Linked DNA regions of Mus musculus: region 1 is linked to region 2. A link is a contact called in public HiChIP or PLAC-seq data. All regions are on one chromosome and are shown on one strand. Each heading gives the region's core, a stretch centred on a gene start, on an enhancer-like site or on the middle of the called end of the contact. The rest is flanking DNA. Distances are from core to core; before and after follow the strand shown.

Region 1 (3,149 bases), core at 461-2,960, 99 kb before region 2:
CTCTCGGAGAATCTGATGCCCCCTTCTGGTCTCTGCAGGTTACTGCACTCAGGTGCGCATAAACCTGCAAAATTGCATAACTAAAAATAAAAATATTTTCTAAAAACTTCTCAAAACTATGACTAGAAGGAAAGCACTTTAATCCATTAAAGATCATTCAGAAAAACTGATTATCTAATTTAATAGATTAGTAATTAATAACAATAGATTAAATACTTCCTTGCGAAGATCAGACACATGTCAGTATCTGCCTTTTGCATTTGAATTTGAATGGCAGTGGAAGTTCCAGACAAAAGAGTAAAAGTGTCTGCAGCCCCCGTTCCAGACTCTGATTCTTTTGGTCTCTGTGGTACCAGGCATCGTGTGGCACACAGACACGCATGCAGCCGAAACACCGATACATATAAAAACAACTACAATTTTTAAAAGAAAAGCGAGTGAGAGACATATAGAATACAAAGAATTAAGCGAAAACATTTTATTCACAGACAGAGAAAACTCACAATTGACAAAGTATTTCCCTGAATTGATAAATGAGGTTAATTGGTGATTTCAGAACAGACTCAATAGAAATAAATCATCTTTAATAGCTAGCAATAAAAAAAAATCTAAAAGACGAAACAGAGCTGGTTTATAATAGCAGTAAAAATATGCAGTATTTAGGGGTAAATTTAACAAAATACACGCAGACCTGCATTCAGAATGCTAAAACTTTGCTGAGAGAAAACCTACAGACTGTAAATAAATGAAGCCATCTGGTGGGGTCATAAATCCAAAGCCTTGCTGTAGCCTGTGTGCACTCCCAGGGTTCCTACACAACACATAGTGGTCAACTGGACAGTATTGTGTGTGTGGATGCGCTGTAGGGGCTGATGAAGTCACGAGCAGACTCCTAATAAGAGGCCCTGAGAGAAGCTGGGTTTTCCTCTACCTTGGTTGTCTTTAGCTCTCCTGTCCCCTGTCCTCCAGAGGACAGGGCACTCAAGGTTTGATCTTGGAAGCAAGCGAGTAGCCTTGCTAAGCACCTCGTCCAGCAAGTCCTTGATCCTGGGCTTCCAGCCTCTGGAACTGTGGCAAGTGAATTCTGGCCTTTGCTTACAACCAGCCTCCAGTATTTTGTCTATTATAATGGTGTTAGTGGAGTGTCATTGGTTTCCTTCAAATAAGAATCTCAGCTGGGCGTGGTGGCACACGCCTTTAATCCCAGCACTCAGGAGGCAGAGGCAGGCGGATTTCTGAGTTCGAGGCCAGCCTGGTCTACAAAGTGAGTTCCAGGACAGCCAGGGTTATACAGAGAAACCCTGTCTCAAAAAACCAAAACCAAAAACAACAACAACAACAACAACAAAAATCTCAGCAGGCTTTAGGTAGAAAGTTGAAAGCTGATTCTATTGTTTATAGTGAGGCAAAAATAGGAAAAACTATTTTGAAGAAACAAGTTTTACTTAATTTAAGAGTTGTCTTATAGTCCTAATAGTAGCTGGGCTTGGTAGTGCAGGCGATTGATTCCAGCACTCAGGAGGCAGAGGCAGGCTGATCTCTATGATTTTGACAACAGCTTGGTCTACATAGCAACTTCTGGGCTGCATAATTAGACCTTGTCTGAAAAAACGAAATCCCTATAGTAGCAAGTGTGGGTTAGCATAGGGACAGACCTATGAAATCAGCAGAACACAGTAGTACACATAGTGACTCAATGAGGGGAAGGGAGTTCTTGCCAGTAAGTCATTCCATATGCAAGAGCTAGAAACAGGAACAATCTCCCGAGCTGGAGGGACATATGCTCTGTAAGCGTTTTATGCTTTGCAGGCCAAAACAACTCTGTTGGAGGTACTCAGTACTCTATCAGAGGTACTCAGCTCAGACTCCAAAGCACTAGAACAGCTAACAATACTGCACACTTAACCAATGTGGTTGTGTCCCACACGTGCCTGGCTTACAAAAATCACATAGAGTTCTAATACAGCTTTGTGTCCCAAGCCATGGGCTGGAAGGAAGCAAAGGAAAAAAAAATCTGAGTTTGGGTTAGATTTCTTTGATGGTTTCTTCAGGTCATTTAAAATAGTCTATCATAAAGGAAAATAATGATACATTGTCACTGAAATAAAAACCTTTGCTTTGGCTCAGGAGAGGTGGTGGTGCACACCTTTAATCCCAGGACTCAGGAGGCAGAGGCAGTCAGATCTCTGTGAGTTCGAGGCCAGCCTGGTCTACAGAGCTAGTTCAAGGACAGTCAAAGCTACACAGAGAAACTCTGTCTGGAAAAACCCAATGCATTCAGCAAACCATTCCATTTTTCAATTAGCAGAACTGTTTCTGTGGCAACATTGTAGGGATCAATGATCAGGGATCAATGTTGGTAGATTGCTTCTCCCTCCTCCTCTCCCTCCTCCTCTTCCTCCTCTTCTTTTCCTTTTCTGTTGGAAGATTAAGTGCTCAATAGGCGCACTTACCATATTAGACTTGGCCAAAGGAAGTCTAAGTTTCTGAGCCCATCATGGCACCATGATGTCACCATGGCAACTTTGTTTATACATCTATTGGATCAACACTGAAGTGGCCTGGGAAAGGGGCTGTAGGACACCTTGATGCAGAGCCTCCTCTGTGGTGACTATCCTTTGTAGTCATTCACAGAGCACAGACACAGACCTTTGAATTCTGTGGCAACTCAGAGTAGCCTGTCTCCATACTACTCCATCATTTTAGCTACCAGCAGCCCTCCAGTCCGGTTCCTTCCAAGTGCCTGACCACCCAGCCTACTATGAGATTTTTATGGCTGTCTTTTACGGTCAGTTAGAATGGGGGCTATAGTGCTGTAGCTATTCACTTATGAACAGTAAAGCCAAACAGGCTCTAATTCTCCCTCGGTAACTCAATTGTAAGGAGCAGTAATGAAAGACCCAAAGGCTTATACTGAGGGGGAGAAGACAGCAGAACGGCAGTTGGTGTTGATGAAGCCTCAGTCACTTGTTTAAGCAACTTCACCTTCCAAGGCTACCAGACTGGCTTCTTATACAGCATTAGCAGTTGTGATACTTTTTTGTTTGTTTTCCAAGGCAGGGTTTCTCTATGTAGCCCTGGCTGTCCTGGAACTCACTCTGTAGACCAGCCCTTGAACTCAGAGATCTGTCTGTCTCTACCTCCTGAGT
Region 2 (3,617 bases), core at 636-3,135:
GCTTCTCTGTGGGCTACTCCTACTTTATAGGTCCCAATTCCCATAGTCTAGAATGTCTCTTTCTCTTAGGACGGAAACCAGAAGCTTCAGCCATCCGTCGCCAGTCAGGTGGCTATATTGAGGCATTTTGATTCTGTAAGTCACCTTCAAATTAGGTTTCTGTTTACTGAAAAAAAAAAAAAAGTAGAAAGAAAAAAAGGAAGAAAACGAAACAGCAAAATCCACACCGCTATGCCTACGAAGGAAAACCTACTGTGAGGAGTCCAGCTTTGTATGAAGAGTTGATGACATCGTGTGGTTTATAATCCTCTTTCTCACAGTATATCCTGAAGGTTGAAGCTCTTCCTCCCCATATCCTACCTATCCCACAAGGTTCACCACCCTCCTCTTCTTTTTGTTCACTTGTTCACTTTAGTCCCAAACTCTCCCATCTTCTAAACTCTCTTGTCATTTGCTTTGGACAGAGAATGTTAGGATGGCTTATAGTTGGAGTTTATAATATAAGCACTTTGCTGACGTGTACAGTGCCTTTTTCCCCTGGATGGATTGCAGATGAATGTTCATAGGGTTTTGTTGATGCTTGACTCTCTTGACTCTCTTTTTTAAACCGTGCAAACCTACTATCATTAAATAGTACCCCAACCCACCCACCAAAGAGCAGAGAGGTCTCCTAGTGCATGGAAAGTTCCAGTAAGAATGAAGAAATGCTTTTGCATTGATTTAAAAAAAAAGAATTCGTAAAGATTGCTTTGAAAAAGTTTTAGCACAAAAATTTCAATACATGGGAAAGAAAAAAAAAATAAAAGAGATAAAAGATACACCATAGGAGACCTAACTCCTTATGTGACAGATGGGTGAAGTGAGGTATGGAGTGGCCTTGGCGTCGAGCCCCGGAGCCCCCGAGAGGGAAGACTGAGTGAATCCAACATCTTGGGTACACGTGAAAACCGCCCCGAAAACTCTAGCACCTCCCGCCTCGCAGCCGGCAGAGCGGACGGAGGCCACGTGACACGACTTGTCCATCACCGCGGAGGGCGGGACTCAGAGGACGGTCCTCGCTATTCTCCCGGTCCTCCAGTAGGGAAAGAGGAGCCTGTCACGGTGGGCGGGCCAGACCCGCCTTCTCCGCGGCGGGGGCGGGCTCAGCCGTCACCCTCCAGTGGGGGTCCGGGTGAGCCCCGACCGGCTAAGGCGAGAGGGCGAGGCACACGTCCGTCAACAGCGTCCGCCAATAGGAATGCGCGCTGCCCGCAGCTCCCGCCCCCGCCTCGGATTCCCGGCGCGCGCGTAGCCTTCCCTCAGGCCGCCGAGGCGGCGCCCGCCCGCCCGCGCTTCCATCCGGGTTCTCGCGCGCTGCTCTCTCCCGGGCGCGGCGGTGGAGGGCCACGGTGGGGGGAAAGCCAGACCATTTCCCGTGGCGGCAGCGGGACGCCTTTATCCGCGAGCTTGAGGTGGGTACTGCGGGCGTGAAGGCGAGCGCGGGGACGTCGCCATTTTTCCCTCCTCCAGACTCAGCGGCGGCGGCAGCGGGCGACCAGGAGGGAAGACTTGGGGGCTGCCGCGCCGCACCCTGGGACCCGTGGGATGGCCTGGGCGCCTCGGGCAGGCGGGTGGCCCCGGGGCCGGTGGCCCACGGATGCCGTGGGCCTTGGGGCTCGGGCGGGGGAGGGGTGCCGCGTGGCCGCTGGCCTGCCCCAGCCCCCTCCGCTTCCCGCCCAGCTCCTCGGCGACCGGGCGGGGGAGGGGGGTCATTCTTCACATTCCTCACCTCGCCCCTCCCCCGCCGCTTCAATCAAACTTGCGGCGGACGGAAGTCCCGCCCTCTGGCTCGCGCCGGTTGGTCGGGGCTACCTCCCCGCTGTGGCGTGACTGGCTGCGGACGTAGCCGGGCCTCTATGACGTCACTTCCGCCGTCAGGTTTGTGGGCCGGGGAGACCTTGGCTTTGGTTGGGGGGGGTGGGATGGAGGAAGGTAGGAAGTGCGGGGGGCGGGGAGGGACGGGGCGGGGCGGGAAGGCGCTGGCAGGGAGGGAACGGAGAGCCAACGCTGGCTGCTTGCCCCTGCTCCGCTCGGCCAACTGCGGCCTGAGGGCCTGGAGCAGCTGCTGGGGCTGGAGGATCGCTGCGGCTGCCCGTCCTTGGCCAGGGGGAGGGGAGCGCGAGAGCGGGAGGAAACTGTATCCCAGGGGATGGGGTAGGAGATTTGCAGCTCGGTGGCACCGGAAACGAGACTGGCCTTTTGACTGGGGAGGCTGCAAACTCTTGGAAGCGGGTGGCCTCTCGGAGGCCGGCTAAGAAAACTTATCTCTCGGCGCGCTCTTTAGCGGAGGCAGGGTGGTAACCTTTATGCCCTTGGCCAGGACTGCCCTTCGGTGATCCCGCTTGTTAGTGCAGGGTCTGTGTCAGAAGTGATCGTCTGTGTTGTAGTTTTCAACTTTTTGTGTTAAAAGGATAATTATGAAAGGACAAGGGGGGGCGGAGAAAAACTTTAGAAACTTAGTTAAAATGGAAGACGATGACAGATTGCTTTTTTAACTGTTGAAAAATATTGGCAACCTGTTTTTGAAGTTTAAAACATTAGTGTTCTTGTTTTTGATTGCCTGATAATCTTGTGAAGAAAATTGAACAAGTAAACAATCTTTTTATAAGAAAAGTTAGTTTAGCCGGGCACGCCTTTAATCCCAGCACTTGGGAGGCAGAGGCAGGCGGATATCTGAGTTCTAGGCTAGCCTGGTCTACAAAGTGAGTATCAGGACAGCCAGGGCTACACAGAGAAACCCTGTCTCGAAAAAAGCCAAAAAAAGAAAAGTTAGTTTAATACAGATTTTTCAGCATTCTGGCCTTTCATTAGGTTCTGTCAGTTGAAGCAGTAATATTTGGGAAATTTGAAATTGTTAGTGTAACAAAAATACTAGTTGGAAATGTAAGAACTTTAATTAGAGAATAGAAATCTTCCAAATTAAGTCGGGTCTAAAAAGTGTTATCAAAATTGTGTAGATGGGGCGTGCATTTTACCCTATGGGTAATTTTATTGTAGAAATTGATAGTTTTGTAGACTTGAAGCAAGCTGTGCCCTCCCCCACTATAAATTGAAGTTGTGCTGATTTGAGACTTAGTAATTTTTCAAGCTGGAAAGGTAGAGGAATGCAAAACATGTGGCTATAAAGAAGGTGTTGGCACACAAGTTTAATCCCAGCACTCAGGAGGCAGAGGCAGGTGGATCTCAAGAGTTTTGAGGGCAGCCTGATCTACAGAGCAAGTTCCAGGACAGCCAGGACTGCACAGATAAAACCTGTTTCAAAAACAAACAAACAACAAAAAAAAGTACTTCAGTTCACAGAGTGAAGTATTAAAACAAATGGTCCTGCTGGAGTTGTTGCTCAGTGATAGAAAGCTTGTCAGACATGCCTGAATTGGTGGGTTGAGTTTCCAGTACTAATAAAATAAATGCTCATAATAATTTAATGTTAGTAAGTCTCATTTAGATTTCTTGAGGGTCCTGGGAAATGTCCCTAGTAAACCTCCTCCAGAACTAAGGAAACTAATTGGTTTAGAGAATAGCATCCTAAATATCAAGTTCCTTTTATTTCAGTAACTAATGTTACAGAACCAGTGTGA

Evidence for each region. HiChIP or PLAC-seq counts read pairs in DNA pulled down with a chosen protein or histone mark.
Region 1: an H3K4me3 HiChIP or PLAC-seq map of bone marrow-derived macrophages shows a contact between it and region 2, with 2.5 times the contacts expected there. The contact joins two enhancer-like sites. A contact is called at or near these places in 19 of 39 promoter capture datasets (the 3T3-L1 cell line, 3T3-L1-derived adipocytes, the C10 cell line and 11 more), 4 of 15 datasets of contacts at CTCF or cohesin (CD8 T cells, the NIH/3T3 cell line, large pre-B cells and 1 more), 106 of 484 Hi-C or Micro-C datasets (the AML12 cell line, B cells, the BV-2 cell line and 70 more), 39 of 115 datasets of contacts at active chromatin or transcription factors (CD4 T cells, CD4 single positive thymocytes, the HPC-7 cell line and 25 more) and 1 of 9 other capture datasets (embryonic stem cells).

What each region holds. Positions count from the first base shown.
Region 1 is chr13:48,643,777-48,646,925 of GRCm38.p6, reverse strand. No RefSeq gene overlaps it. Among named protein-coding and RNA genes, the nearest start is that of Gm36606, 17 kb to the left of the region's middle. Within about 2 kb of position 1,710, at least 3 of the 459 cell types and tissues checked have an H3K27ac peak or open chromatin away from gene starts, as enhancers often do. A contact at or near this core is called in bone marrow-derived macrophages, where this site is marked.
Region 2 is chr13:48,544,184-48,547,800 of GRCm38.p6, reverse strand. No RefSeq gene overlaps it. Among named protein-coding and RNA genes, the nearest start is that of Mirlet7a-1, 7.7 kb to the right of the region's middle. Within about 2 kb of position 1,885, at least 414 of the 459 cell types and tissues checked have an H3K27ac peak or open chromatin away from gene starts, as enhancers often do. A contact at or near this core is called in bone marrow-derived macrophages, where this site is marked.